3 separate regions of the Mus musculus genome follow, and all the other regions are linked to region 1. Evidence: chromatin contacts called from public capture Hi-C and promoter capture Hi-C data. All regions are on one chromosome and are shown on one strand. The core of a region is the stretch at or near the end of the contact, and the rest is flanking DNA. Distances in the headings are between cores, read along the strand shown.

What was found. Promoter capture Hi-C pulls out the DNA fragments that hold promoters and counts their contacts. Capture Hi-C pulls out chosen DNA fragments and counts their contacts.
Region 2: a contact with region 1 is called in a capture Hi-C map of intestinal organoids, with 17 read pairs. The contact joins the promoter of Asf1b here to the promoter of Klf2 in region 1. A contact is called at or near these places in 2 of 39 promoter capture datasets (cranial neural crest and frontonasal cranial neural crest) and 1 of 9 other capture datasets (intestinal organoids).
Region 3: a contact with region 1 is called in a promoter capture Hi-C map of cranial neural crest. The contact joins the promoter of Tecr here to the promoter of Klf2 in region 1.

The regions. Positions count from the first base shown.
Region 1 is chr8:72,316,735-72,321,830 of GRCm38.p6, reverse strand. Klf2 (Kruppel-like factor 2 (lung)) reads right to left here and starts at 2,769. Exons shown (of 3, transcript NM_008452.2): 1 at 2,682-2,769; 2 at 1,589-2,405; 3 at 177-1,087. The coding sequence starts at 2,753. The coding sequence ends at 912.
Region 2 is chr8:83,952,684-83,957,779 of GRCm38.p6, reverse strand. It overlaps Asf1b (anti-silencing function 1B histone chaperone), which reads right to left and starts at 2,086. Exons shown (of 4, transcript NM_024184.2): 1 at 1,843-2,086. The coding sequence starts at 1,951. It overlaps Gm10644 (predicted gene 10644), which reads left to right and starts at 2,447. Exons shown (of 5, transcript NR_169070.1): 1 at 2,447-2,677.
Region 3 is chr8:83,591,425-83,596,520 of GRCm38.p6, reverse strand. Tecr (trans-2,3-enoyl-CoA reductase) reads left to right here and starts at 2,030. Exons shown (of 13, transcript NM_134118.5): 1 at 2,030-2,181. The coding sequence starts at 2,167. All of the region lies in intron 2 of D830024N08Rik (a long non-coding RNA gene), which reads right to left.

The sequences.
Region 1 (5,096 bases), core at 1,520-4,019:
TACAGAGAAACCCTGCTGGAAACACACACCCACCCATACATTTACCCACACACACACACACACGCTCGAGAGCGTGCGCGCGCGCGCACACACACACACACACACACACACACACACACGTGCGCTCGCCAAAACACCTGCACGCTCCATAAGTTTGGCTAAACCCCAAGATGGTACCAGGAAAAGGTTTTTAATTTTCTTTTCTATTTTTCTTTCTAAAAAAAGGAATGGTCAGCCACATCAGTGGAGCCAAGGCTTTTCCCACTTGGGATACAGGGGGTGGGGGTGGGGCAAATTATGGCTCAAAGTAGCAGACTTAAAAATAACCTGTGCTCAATCCTAAAACACCATGTTTACATTTATAGCGAACCCACAGGCCTTGGCAGCTGGGGGCTGCAGCTGGTGACCTTGGCCACAGGCACTGACTGCTCCCTGTCCCCTCAGGACCTACCCTATCCCCAGCCACACCACTACCGTGATTCCTCCAAAGATCCAAAACTTTAATTAAAAAAAAGTCGTATAAAAACGAAGCAGGCGGCAGAGATGCCATCGTCTCCCTTATAGAAATACAATCGGTCATAGTCTTATATACAATATTATAAAAACGTTGGGGACAGTAAACTCAAAGGCATTTCTCACAAGGCATCTAGCCTCGATCCTCTAGTGGGGACCCGAGGGAAATAAGTCAATTATTGCACCATTTTGAAAACATTCTTCACAGACTCCTGTCTTCTTTCCTGGGGCCTTCAGTCACTGTGGGGGCCAGAACTGGTGGCAGAGTCATTTTCCTGTGGCCACACTTGTCCGGCTCTGTCCTAAGGTCCAATAAATAGCAGTCTGTTTGCAAGGGGACCGTGCCCCGCGCGTGGAACCTGCCACAGTCGCGCATGGGCTAGCCGAGTCGACCCAGGCTACATGTGTCGCTTCATGTGCAAGGCCAGGTGGTCGGACCTGGAGAAGGCCCGGTCGCACAAGTGGCACTGAAAGGGTCTGTGACCTGTGTGCTTTCGGTAGTGGCGGGTAAGCTCGTCAGAGCGCGCGAACTTCCAGCCGCATCCTTCCCAGTTGCAATGATAAGGCTTCTCACCTGCATCAGAGAGGAATGACATTGAGCCTCAATTTCCCCGAAAGCCTGCTCTGGGCACCCTGCACCGGATAGCACTGCCCTCTCCCTCTCATCTCCATCCCACATCTAATCTAAACAGAGAACCTTGGGCTCCTGAAGCTGACCACTAGCAGGCTCAGGTGCATTCCTCCCCTAACATTCTGAGATTAGGTCTGAATTCCTGATTCTTCTGCTCAGTACTGAGATGACAGGCTCAGGCCACCATGCCAAACTTTATATGCAGTGCTAAGCCCCAGCCCAGCCCTCCACAGCTTCTTAATTATGTCCCGAATTCTTGAGACCTGAGTCCCTCGGAGCCAACCCATTAAACTGCCACACCCCCTTGGCAGTGTCATAGACTCTGGGGACAGTATCCATTTCCCTTCTGGAGGATGGACAGGGTCTTCCTCTGTAACCTAGCCTGTTCCTGAACTCGCGGCCATCCCCCTGCCGCAGATCCCGGGAATGAGGCCAGGCGCCCACCTGTGTGTGTACGCAGATGCGCCTTTAGGTGCGAGCTCTTGGTGTAGGTCTTGCCGCAGTTGGTGTAGCTGCAAGTATGTGTGGCGGCGCGCTTGCGGGGCCAGGAGCGGCGGCCGCGTTTGGGCTTGGCCTCCAGCAGCTCCAGCGGGGACGAGGGCGGCGTGAGGAGACCGCGCGTGGCAGGTGGAGCCAAGCCCAGCGCCGCCGCCGCTGCCGCCGCGTCCTCGAAAAGACCGAAGGCGCCAGGCGCGGGAGGCCCGTAGTGCAACGCGGGGCCGGGACCGCCGAAGCTGGGGCCGGGACCGAAGGGCGGCGGGAACGGGTTGCGGGGACCGGACGCCGGGATGCGCAGGGGGCCGTCGGGGCTGAGCGGCGGCGTGTCCGGGGGCGGCGGGGGGCGGCCGGCGGGACCCCGCATGCATGCACCTGTCGCTCCTGGGGCGCCCTCGAGCTTCAGCCCGCGCGGTCCGTGGGCCAGGCCCGGAGCGCAGCCGTAGCCGCCGCCGTCCACCTCGGGGGGCTCGGCCTTCACTAGCCGCCCGGGAGGCGCGAGGAGGAAGCGGCCGTGCAGAGCCGGCCCCTGAGGCGGGTCCAGGTCGGGGCGCAGCAGCTCTGTTCCCAGGCTGGCCGCGGGGATGCTGTAGGGCGGCGGAGCACCCGGCTCCGGGTAGTAGAAGGCAGGCGGCGGGGGCTGCGGCGGGGGCTCGGGAGGATTTTCGGCGCCCAGACCGTCCAATCCCATGGAGAGGATGAAGTCCAACACGTTGTTTAGGTCCTCATCCGTGCCGCCCGCCTCGGGTTCATTTCGCGGCCAGCGCTGCAGGAGACAGGGCGCGGGACGTGAGTGGGGGTGCCTCCTGCTACCCTGCACCCCAAAGTCTAACAACTAGGCCCTCAAGATCTGCACCCGGTGCACGGCATCCCTTCAGCGCGCGTGTCCTCAGTCCCTGCACCCACCTCCTGTCCCACAGCCTGAAGTCTAACTCCCTGAGGCGGTCAGCACCCTGGACCTTGTCATCTCCAGTACTGGCTCCTGCACCCTGTAGCCTGGTACCTTGCTACCCCGCCGCCCGCGGACCCTCGCTGCCCTCACCTCCTGGAGGCCGCGCTCGCACGGGCTGGCGAAAGTGGCAAAGGACGGCAAGATAGGCTCGCTGAGCGCCATGGCAGGGACTGTGTGTGCTGTGGCCCGGCCCACCCAGGCCTTATAGGCGCGGCAGGCACAGAGGGCCGGGCTAGGAGGCGTCGACGGAAACGCGTCCCGGATGGGGACGAGCTCCGGGCTCAGCCTAAATTTAGCCGCGGTATATAAGCCTGGCGGTGGTGGCTGTGGCGGCTACTGCGGGAGCCCGGACTGCGCTCCTCAAGCCCCGCCCCCGCGGCCGGGCCCCGCCCCCGACCGTCCCTATGGCGACGGCGTCAACAAACCAGGCACAACAGCATAGTTAGCGCGCGCGGGGGGCGGGGGAGGGGGTGGCACCTGGGACTCCGCGGGGAACACGGGTGACGAGGCTTTCCCGGTATCTCCCCAGCCTCAAGCCCCTGGAAACCTGGACCGATGCATGGGGAGTCTGGGGTCACAGTGCTCACCCAGGGAACGCTCTGTGAAATCTTTGTTTAAGCTACCTTGGAAGCTAAGACAAGAAGGATGAAGTTTGGGGCCTGCCTAGAAGGGAGTTGAGGCCAGCCTGGAGCATCGTAGCCCCCTTAATACACACACACACACACACACACACACACACACACACAGAGGGAGAGAGATAGACACAGAGAGAGAAAGAGAGAGAGAGGGAGAGAGAGAGAGAGAGAGAGAGAGAGAGAGATGGGAGGGAGGGAGGGAGGGAGGGAGGGAGGGAGGGAGGGAGGGAGGGAGGGAGGGAGGGAGGGAGGGAGGGAGGGAGGGAAGGAGACACACACACACACACAGAGGCAGACACCATGGCATGGTGGTATATGCTTGTCTTCAGAACATTTAGGAGGTTGAAAGCATTAGGTTCAAGGCCCCTTTGGCTACAAGAGACCGTGTCTTAAAAAAGAAGCAAACACTAGAGGCAGGCATGATGGCTTAGTGTCTGCTTACAAGCCTCATCCAAGGAGCTCAGTTCCCAAAAGGGGGAGAGAATCCGTTCCCATAAGTTGTCCTTAGACCTCACAGTGCACTGGCGCACGTGCAAATACACAATAGCATGTAATAATTACAATTTACACTAGATACATAAATACAGTACTGAGTCTCTGGGACCTTTCACCTCCCACAAACATACACCTCACATAAATCCTTCTAGTGCAGGGAAGAGCTGTTGTCTGACTGTCAAGACTTGCAAGGGATACTCAGTGGGGGATGGGCACATCAAATAAATATGCATAATACCCAAGGGGCCTAAACAGAAAAAAAAAAGGAACAGTGGAAGAGGAGGAAGTATGTGGTGAGCCTGGGGAAGGACATTGGTGCAATTTTGACCTTAACCCCGGAGGCAAACATTGAGGTAAGCTCTGGAGAAAGCAAGAGGGTAATAGAGAGAGGGAGGGCATTGAAGCTGTGACCTGAAACCAGGAGGCTGAGGGGTGCAGTCAAGCTTGTGTAGTTGGGTGCAGTGATTCCAGCAGGAATAGGGGGTGGCAGATTCCACACCCAGCCCCTTGTCCACTTCTGTGACTTTGGAGCAGAAACATTGGCGAACTACAGACACTGGTCTGTAACATCAGCCCCAACTGTCCACAGGTCCTTTCCACAAAACATCAAAGTAGAGAGATCACACACTCATGGAGGCAGAATGTGAGGCTGAAACACTGGCTTGGTTAAGGAAGATCTAACAAGTCCTCTAGGACCGGGGACCCACCTCAGCCTGTCACCACAGAGCGGGGAATACCATGTGTGTTTCACATGGAGCAAAAGTGAGCCATGTGGTGTATTCAGATCTGAACAACACCCTGAGTGTGTGTGTCTCAGTTTCCCGTTACTAAGGAACAAATGATAAGATTTGGGTCATTTCCCAACGTTAAGGATTCTGGAGGAGGGAGTTCTGTTTTTATTTGCAGTGTGTGTGTAATAGGTTTTTCTTATATCTTATAGTCTTTTCTTATATAGTCCAGGATGGCCATCTTCCTGCCTCTGCCTCCAAAGTGCTGGTATAACAGGCCACACCTGCCGGGCGTGTTGGCGCACGCCTTTAATCGCAGCACTTGGGAGGCAGAGGCAGGTGGATTTCTGAGTTCGAGGCCAGCCTGGTCTACAAAGTAAATTCCTGGACAGCCAGGGCTACACAAGAAACCCTGTCTCAAAAAAAACAAAAAAACAAAAAACAAAAAACAAAAACAAAAAGACTGGCCACCACACCACCTGTCCTGGGGATCAGTAGGGGACTGAGTCTGAACACAGGAAGTTTTTTTTTTTTTTTTTAATCATTCCTAATTAACACAAAGTAACATGACAGCCAAATCTGTTCTGTGGTGTTGGGTATAACCCACCCAGTGGTGTTGTAAAGCCTGTGGGAGAGATGAAGAGCTG
Region 2 (5,096 bases), core at 837-3,336, about 12 Mb before region 1:
CGGATTTCTGAGTTCGAGGCCAGCCTGGTCTACAAAGTGAGTCCCAGGACAGCCAAGACTATACAGAGAAACCCTGTCTGGAAAAAACAAAAAACAAAAAACAAAACAAAACAAAACAAAAAAAGGTGGACAGCAATTGAGAAAGACCACTTGCAGTTTCTCTGGCCCACACCCACAAATTAAACTAAAAAAAAAAATAAATAAATAAAAACAATCTGGACTCAGAACTCAGAGACAAACTTCAATGATAATGCTTCTACTACTATCTGGCTGACTTGGAAAAATCACCCTGCTCCTATTAAAACATGACCAACAGGCTGACTCTAGCCTCGCTGTTCTGGTTCTATAAATAAGGAATAAAAGTAATACTAGGCAATGACCATGCAACCATTTTTAAATGCAAGGAGCACAAACAGACTGATTGAAACCTGATCTCTCAGCATCTGGGAACTGTGAATCCCTTAATCTATCAGCTCCTTATATCTCCTCTTGGCTTCCAAATAAATCGTATTCCACACTGTTACTCTACCTTTTATTTATTTATTTACACCCTGCCTTGTTCCAGTAAGGATTTAACCCAGCTTATTCTATAGTTAGTCATAAGTAGATTCATTTAAACTTAAGGGGTAAGAAACTAGGGAGAGGCTGAGCCACTGACCCACCCCAAGCACACACATAGCAGCTCCAAGTGAACAGGAGTGGCTGGCCTTAACTGAATACCACCAACAGCCACCAAGAGGCACTAGTTGCCACAGCCTAGGCTCTCAGAGCTCCACCTCCTCAGCTGCTACATCCTTTCAACACTCAGTAGAGAAATGGTCTCGTGGAGTGTTGAAAGCAGGTCCTCTGAAAACAGGACTTGCCTTTTGCTGGGGAGCTGAGAATCCAAAGTGACTTCACAGTTTACATGTTCATGGATTTATTTGAAAGTCTTTTGCTCTTTATGGCTCTTGTTCTCTCATCTGTGTGATGAGAGCCATGTCCACCTTTATGTCCCACAGATGAATTAAGTCATTCTGTGAAAGATCCACAAAAGCCCGTGGCCTCCCAGTTGATGGAAGTTGGATCCCATCCCTGTTTGGTCAGTCCACCCACTCCCCAGACAAGGTCAGCCCATCAAAAGGGATGAGGGGTTCCTTGCACTGAGTTAGCTGGCAGCTAGTAGAAATCTCAGAAACTGGAAGAGGCCTGCCTGGCTGTGGCACCCCTCACCTCAGGACATTCACCCAGACCAGGAGCTGGGGAGACCAAGTTACCTACAAAGCCTGGAGTCAGAAGCCCCCATCTCTCCTCAGAGGGAGCTCAGACATAGGATCTGGGACTAACCTAAAGGAAGAAGGCTTATAGGCAACACCATGTTGTTACGGTTGGCAAGCAGGAGTTGTGGGGGACAAATCTGGAGTTGTCTGGGGAGGGGGTTTTTGGGAGCCATGGGGTGAAGAAGGTCTTGACATGGGCGGACAGGGCAACAGAAGAGTCTGGCTGCTTTGTAGGAAAAGATACCCACAAGGAAAAGGGGGGGGGACGGGACTGGAGGTTGGGATTCCATAGGACACGTGGATGGTTTCTTAGGAGGAAGGGCATCAACGCGGGGTCTAGCCATAGGGAAAAGGCGTGGCTGCGGGTCTCCAGGGAAAGCGTACAAGGACAAGCGGTGCAAGACGAAGGGTGACGAGGCCTCCACCAGACAATGTACACTGGACAGAGCCGGCTCCACCGAGAGACCGGAGCTGGGCCATGGAGGCGTATCTAATGGGAGATCTAGTTGGCCCCGGGAGATTGGGGGTGGCGAAACCCCGAGGGCAGGAGGGTCTGGGGTCCCCGGCTCAGGCCCGGCCTCACCGTCAGACAGGGCCTCACTGCATTCGAAGCTGATCTCGAACCGGAAGGGGCTGTGGAAAGGGCTCGGGTTCTCCAGCACAGCCACATTCAGCACCGACACCTTGGCCATCACCGCGCCCGGGAGCCGCAGCTGCTGTGGAGACTTCTTCACAGTGACTTGCGACAGAGAAGAAGGGGGGGACGACAGGACGGAAACCTCCCTGCGTCTCCCAACTCTTCCCTCTGAAGCGCTCCTCCGCTCAGCGCGCTCCCTTCAAATAGCCGGCTCCGCCTTCCAGCCAATCGCCGCTAAGGACCGATGACGGCGCGAGCCATCAGCCAATCTCGAGGCGTCTTCAGGCGCGCGCCTGGACCCTCAGACCAATCAGAGAAGCTCCCTCTTCACGGGCCCCAGGAGGCGGAACGTTAATCTCTTAGCTTCGTAAAGGTCTATCGGGAACCAATCCCTGGAGTCTCCGACTGGAATAGCTCGCTCCGGGGTGGGCGGAGTTAGAGCGCGGAACTTCTCTTGTCCAATCCCAAGGGTTACCGCACCGGCATCCCCCGCCCCTCGTTCCGCTTTTCCGGTAGACGCACCTCACAGAGAGCAGCGCCACCAACGGCCGAACGGTGGCGCGCGACTCTCACTAAAACGCGCTGAGAAGACGGCACTCGCACTCGCAGTGATTGAGTATCGATCGTGGGCGTGGCCGTAAGCGGGTTTCTGAGACGTGATTGGCTATTATGGTGGGCGTGAGGAACGCCGGGCTGGAGAGCTGTGGAAATCGCACACCCTCACAGTGAAAAGCTTTAAGGAGGAGAGAGTGGCCTGGGCGGTTTAGGCGGCTGTCAGCAGGTGAGCGTTTCTGGGGACTACCCTGAGGGGTTCCTACCTTTGAAAATCATGGTCGAGGAGACTGTCGAGAAGGTTTAGATCACCCCTGAGACAAGATGGCGTAGCGATGAGAGGGGATACAGGATCGAGTCTCAGTCCGAAGGGAGTTCTGGTTCGTGGACAGACCAGGGTTTGAATCCTGCCTCTGCACTCTGTCTTTCAGCCCGGGCTCGGTGACGCACGCTTTTTATCCCAGCACACGGGAGGCAGAGGCAGGTGGACCTGTGAGTTCGAGGCCAGCCTGGTCTGCAGAGCAAGTTCTAGGACAGCCAGGGCTACACAGAGAAACCCTGATCCAAAACCAAACCAGTTAACTGCCGCTGTCTGTGAAACTTACCTTTTCTCCTTACTTTCTGGTTCTTTATACCCTGTCATAGCTTCTTACACAACCTTTACCAATCACATCTTTTAAAGGTTAAAACAAAATGGAAAGGTAGATGCGTGCCATTAATCTCAGGACTCAGAGGTAGGCAGACTTCTGTGGGCCAGCCTGATCTACACAGTGAGTTTGGGGAAGTAAGTAAATTAGTTTTCATACTTGGCCAATGCAAAAAGGCCAAGAAGCAATGAATATGATTTTTAATAGACACTTAACTAAATAGGACAAAAATAATCATTTCAAATATGACCATTCTAAAAACACCAATGAGCTATCCTGCACCTTTTTACTCATTGAGAAGTCTTTGGGATCCTGTATGTGTTTCACATTTCAAACAGGTCTGTAACCTAGCATGGGACTGTCCACTTTTATTTGAAAGAGGTATCTGACCTTTTATATTTCACAAAATTTATAGTTGAAAATGTAAGGGGCTGGTGAGATGGCTCAGCAGGTAAGAGCACCCGACTGCTCTTCTGAAGGTCCTGAGTTCAAATCCCAGCAACCACATGGTGGCTTACAACCATCTGTAACAAGATCTGACTCCCTCTTCTGGTGTGTCTGAAGACAGCTACAGTGTACTTACATATAATAAATAAATAAATATTAAAAAAAAAAAGAAAATGTAAGCCAGTAATTTCAGCACTTAGGAGGCAGGTTAGGAGTTCAAGGCCATTCTTGTGAGATGAGGAATTTGAGGGCTAGAGAAGTGGTTCAGTGCTTTAAGAGTATACTGCTCTTGCAGAGGACCTGACTTCCAACCCGCTCTAGCTTCAAAGGATCTGATACCGTCCTCTGGTCTCTGTAAGCATCTGCACTCATATTGTTTAAGTATATAATATTTAAGAATATATATTCTTAGCTGGGCGTGGTGGTGCACGCCTTTAATCCCAGCACTCGGGAGGCAGAGGCAGGCAGATTTCTGAGTTCGAGGCCAGCCTGGTCTACAAAGTGAGTTCCAGGACAGCCAAGGCTATACAGAGAAACCCTGTCTCGAAAAACCAAAAAAAAAAAAAAAAAAAAAAGAATATATATCCTTATTATTTAAGGATTTTTATTTTAATGCTGGAACAATTATTCAGCAATTAAGAGGCAGGCAGATCTCTGTGAGTTTGAGACCAGCCTTGTCTACAGATTGAGTTCCAGGACAGCCAGACAACATAGAGAGACACTGTCTTGAAACAACAACAACAACAAAAACAATAAAACAAAACCCAAACAAGAAACCCCAGAGGACCCAAGTTTGGTTTCCAGCCTACAGGTGGCATGGCAACTCACAATCGTCTATAGATAGCTTCAGCTCCAGGGGATCCAAAACTCTCTTCTTACCATTGATTACACTAGGCAGTCATGTGCTGTGCATACATATAGCCAAGCAAAACAATAGTACATAAAAATAAATGAATCTTTAGAAAAACAGCTGGGTGTAGTGGCACACTCCTTTAATCTCAGCATTCAAGAGGCAGAAGCAGAAAGATCTCTGTGAGTTTGAGAACTCCTGACATTCCAGGACAACCAGCTATACACAGTGCCCCCACCCCAAAAGAACAAAAAAGGAAAAAGAAACTATGGGTTCATGTACTTCAATCCCAACTGTTCCCAAGTATGGTGGTTCAAATGAGAATGGCTCCCATATGCTTGTATATTTGAGTGCCTGGCTCCTAGATGGTGGAACTGTTTAAGAAGGCTCAGGATGTGTGGTCTTTTTGGAGGTGGTGTATCACTAGGAACAGGTTTTCTCTCTGTATGTTCTCTGCCTCCTGCTTGTGACTCAGGATGTGAGCTCCCAGCTCTTCCTACCACCATGCTTCTACTCCCACCATCATGGACTCTAAGCCAAATTAAATTTTTGTTTATAAATTGCCTTTGTTGTGTTTCTCAGCAACAGAAAAGTTAACTAAAACAACTACATCTTTAAAAGCTCGCCTGCCAGTCAGTTGGTCTGTCCGTTGATGGTGCACACCTTTATTCCCAGCACTTAGGAGGCATATGCATGTGAATCTC
Region 3 (5,096 bases), core at 781-3,280, about 11 Mb before region 1:
CTTTGGGAGAGCAGCCAATGCTCTTAAACTCTGAGCCATCTTGCCAGCCCTCACAAAGAGTTAATGAGCTTCTCGACAGGCCAGTGAGAGGCCCCTGAGTTAAAGAATAAAGAGTCCAAGTAATTCCATTTCTTTTCCTAATCTCCTACTGCTATCAGCAGGAGTCACTTGCCAGAAGCCACCAGTCCTGGTCCCCAGAACAGTAAAAGAGGGTTAGTGACCAGAGGGCATTCTCCTCTGCTCTGCGCCCCACATCGGTACCTGAGTGTCAGGGTGGAACCCTGACAGTTCACAATTTCAGTTTTCTTTACAGCAAAATAGTATTGCACAGAGTATATGTACCACACTGCCATTAGCCAGCCGTCGATCAGAGAATGTTTACGTACGTTGTATTTCCTAGCTACTGTGTATGGCAGCCAACATGGCTGAGCAAGTATCTGTGGAGTGAGAAGTCCTTTGGTCATATGCCAAGGAGCAGTATAGCTGGATTATATGGTTTATTTTTTTGGCTTTTTGAGAATTCTCAAACTTATTTCCATAGTGGCTACACCAGTTTGCAATCCTCCCAGCAGTGAACAAGGGGTTACCTTTCCCTACACGCCCTCTAGAATTTGTTAATGGTTGTTTTATTGGTTTTATCCATTCTGACAGAGATGAGATGAAGCCTCAAAGTTTAATTTCTGTTTCTCTAACTCTAAAGAATGATGAATACTTTGAGATATATGTTAGCCATTTGTATTTCTTCTACTGAAAACGTCTGTTCTGATCCACAGCCCCTCCCCCCTTTTTCTGGCAAGAAAGTCTACAATTTTATTGGGCCTGTTATATAATATTATTAAACTAACCCTAAATGCCATGTCTGAACATTTATTCCTGCAGTATATACATATATATATTCAGGCTGCAGACTACAGCAAGCAGAATCTGGCTGCACTAGGCTTTTAACATTTTATATTTACTTATGAGAGTGTGTGTATATGTGTGCTTGCACATGTGCCATGGTGTCTCTGTTCCGGCCTTACATTATGTGGGTCCCTGGGATTGAATTGAGCCCATTAGGTAGGATACCAAATGCCTTCATTTGTAATGTCTTTTTTTTTTTAAGATTTATTTATTCTATATATATGAGTACACACTGTAGTTGTACAGATGGTTGTGAACCTTAATGTGATTGTTGGGAATTGAATTTAGGACCTCTACACCTCTGCTTGCTCTGGCCAACCCCACTTGCTCCGGTCCAAAGATTTATTTATTAAAATAAGTTCACTGTAGCTGTCTTCAAACGCACCAGAAGAGGGCATCAGATCTCATTATGGGTGGTTGTGAGCCACCATGTGGTTGTTGGGATTTGAACTCAGTACCTTTGGAAGAGTAGTTGGTGCTCTTACCCACTGAGCCATCTCACCAGCCCCTGTAATGTCGTCTTTCTCTGCACTGTTCTCTGATGTCCTGTATTTTTAGACTGGCAGCACCTGTCATTTTTTTCCTGTATATTTCAAGGGCTCAGTAGCTACATGTGGCCAGTAGTAACCAAACTGTACACGATAACGCAGGCAGAGACAAAGGTGGTTTTGCTTCTAGGGCCAGCTCAACTGACAGGAGCTGTTTTAGGAGGGGCACCTGTAGAATGCGGTGCAGGTTTTCTTTTCCTTTCTCCATTCGTGATATCTGGAGTCCTTTCAAGGGTCCTGGTGATGGATGATAATCTGAGGTCTCATCTCTTAGATGAGCTTCTCTACATCTACGAATTCACCCCAAGCCTGGCTCTCCGGGCCACGCAGCTCTTTGTTCTCGTTTTGCCGCATTGACCCCTCAGCCTGACGTCGCTGGATTTCCACCGCAACACTGCAATGGGCGGAGCCAGAGGGCGCGCGGCGCCCAGGCTTCCTTTTGATTGGTGGGTGGCCGGGTTTTAATCTTGCTTGCCAAAGTGGGGGGGAGGGGGTCCGCTGCGCTCCTTGGATCGAGAAATCTGATTGGTCAGTTGTGTGGCGCGAGCAGTGGGTGCACCCCACGCTGATTGGCAGGAGGGACGCACGCATAGAGGGGGGCGGAGCCGGAGTCCGGGAGTGCTGCTCCCCGAGTGTGTGTGGAGCTGGGTGGTGTTTGGTGCGGTACGGCGGCCACTCAGTTGCAGCAGAGCAGGTGCCATCCTGTGGAAGAACCATGAAGCACTACGAGGTAAGCAGCGCGGGGCCCTGGGCCATGATTACCGCAGACCGCAAGTGTCCTGCAGGGCCTCGGAACCTTTTTTTATGGTCTGACTCTCCGCCATGGCGCAGGCGCAGTGTAGTCTCATTGCGCATGTGCAGGGGGGTATTTATAAACCTGCCACCCAGGTTGTTTGGGGATGCCTTTTCTTAGGGTCTTGCAGGGCCTAGGAGAAGCTTGCAGCTTCCTTGCAGCATCCTTGATGGCCTGAGTGGCAGGTGTTCAGGAGGAGTGCGGTGCGGAGCACTTGGTTTTGGTACGAACGATTCTCTTGCACAATCCTTGCACGTTGTCAGCGCCTCGGGCTCAGGAGGGGCTCTGCAGCCAGCCTGCCTCTTCCGACCTTCGCACCCACCTCGCCAAGATGCCTGGGCGGCGAGGGAGTTGGTTCCAGGGTCACGCCAGCCCGTGACCGCCAGGGAAGAAATCTGAATGCGCAAGACCATTCTGGAAGCTCATGTCTTCTGACTGTATCTTGGGTCACCTTTCCTCTTAAAACCAAATCTTCTAATGCTCTTCTCGACCTGATGATACTAATTTCGTTGTTGCTGACTTTTAAGTAATCATCATAAAACAGTAACTCACTGCTCACATTCATAGTAAGAATACATTAGTCAGGGCTAACTACCGTATTACTGAGGTTTTGTTATGTCCTCAGACTCATAGTCCTCTGCGGAGGGATTTGTAGTTTGTTACTATGTAGGTGAAAGTCAGAGATGTCCAGTGAGTTGTTGGAAGGTCCCTGCTAGTAATTGCAGAACAGAAAGGAAATGCAGATTTCTTTTCAAAGGCATAGTTTCTAACCACTAGCAGTGCGGTTCCGGGTAAATGAAAGCTGCCAAGCTGAGAGTTGTGTGTATTTCTCCCCTCAGATCTTAAATTTGTGATGAATTTAGTCAACCTCAGCCTAGCCTTAGGTTAGGGTTTTTTTTGTTTTTTTTTTTTTTCCCCTTCCCTGCCTGCTCCCTCAGTTTGTAGTGCTAGGCTTAGAACTCAGGGCTTTTCTCCTGCTAGGCAAGTACTCTAAACTCTCTTTGATCTTGTAAAACTGAAGCTGTACAGCAGTGTACAGTATCTCCCCATTCCCTCCTCCCCCAGCCCCTGGCAACCACCACTTGTCTCTGGAAATTGGCATACTTCAGGAACCTCCAATACATAGGAAATAATCCTATTTTTTTTTATCACAAGTTGAATACTAATATTGCTATTCATCTTCTGTATCATGATTATTGTTGGTAGTTTTCCCAGGGCCTGTGAAATGAATCTTGAAATCCCCAGTCTTTTTTCTTTTTTTTTTTTTAACATGATGCCAGAGGACCAGAGATGGGAGTCTGCAATCCTTACGCCCCATCAACTCTGTGCTTTCAAAAGGAGGTTTGTTCCCTGGGGTGTTTTTCCTTTCCCACCCCCTCTCTTGCTCTGGGGGAAAAGCCATGTTCAGTTTGAGAAGTACAGGCGGATGATGGAGTTTGCAGCCAATCATTTTAATTTGCTAGTAGAAAATCAGGCCAGGTAGGCTTCTGAGACTTGGGGCGGGTGCTTTGTTTCAAGGAGTGTGAACACAGCCTGAGGCTCACAGTTTGGCCTGGAAAACTTGATCTGGTTTATTTCAGAGCCTGATTTCTCCCAGTGCCTCGATGGGCTGATGGTAGTTCCTCCGGCAGAGCAGTTGTATGCACAAGTGTGCACACACGCGGCTCGGAGGCTCTGGGTTCCACAGCAGCACAAAGGCAGGGAAGAACCAAACTGGGGAATAGGGGTGGAGCTCATTTGGTAGAGCACTTTCCTAACCTGGGTCGGATCCCTGGCCCTGAGGAAAACCCGGCAAGCAAGCTGGTACACGCCTGTAGTTCCAGGTCTTGGGACATGGAGGCAGAAGGATGCAAGGTTATCTTCAACTACATAGTGAGTTTGATGCCAACTGGGGCTAGAGATCCTGTCTCAAAAATGCAAACCAAATGAAATAGACAAAAATAAATAAATAAATAAATAAATAAAAACAAAGTTTGAGGGGCCTGGAGAGAACACCACAGGAAGACCAACAGAACCAAGTAACCTGGACCCTTGGGGTCTCCCAGAGACCGAACCACCCACGAAAGAGCAAACAAAGGCTGGACCTGGGCCCTCCACACATACGTAGCAGATGTGCAGCTTGGTCTTCATAGACAACTGGAGCAGGGACAGAGTTCCTGACTGATGCCTGCCTGTGGATCCTGTGTCCCTAACTGGGCTGCCTTGTCTGGCCTCAGTGGAGAGAATGCGCTTGGTCCTGCAGTGACTTGATGTTCCAGAGTGGGTTGGTAACCAGGGGGGCTTCTCTTTTATCAGAGGAGAAGGGGAGGGGGTGGGGGAAGCTATGTGAGGGGGGCCGGGAGGAGAAAGGGGGCTGTAATGAGTATGTGACATGAATAAATAAATAGATAAATAAATAAAATAAATGGGAAAAAACCCCAAAAAGCCAATGTGACCTTGGTGAAAAAAAAGTTATTTCATATATATATATATATATATTTTTATTCTCTGTTGACATTTGTTTAATACACACTGAGGCCATAGTTTTGGGACAGGAGCATCTGCTATCTTCTAGCCCAGTTTGCAGAGCCATTTGCAGTACCATTTTATTGGTACAGACCAATAAAAATGGGAGAGATGCTTTCATAGTTAAGATGGGGAAAAGTGTCAGCTTAATCCCCATTAAGAGCAGAGCTCTGGGCTCTTAGGCCTGCATGCAGGAGACCCTGAGTTCCAGCCCCAGCCCTGGATAAAACCAGGCGTGGTAGTTGATGCTTGTGATTGATCCCAGTACTTGGGAGGTGAAGGCATTAGAATTACAAGTTCAGAGTCATCCTTGTCTAGCTACATTGTGAATTCCAGGCCACCCTGGT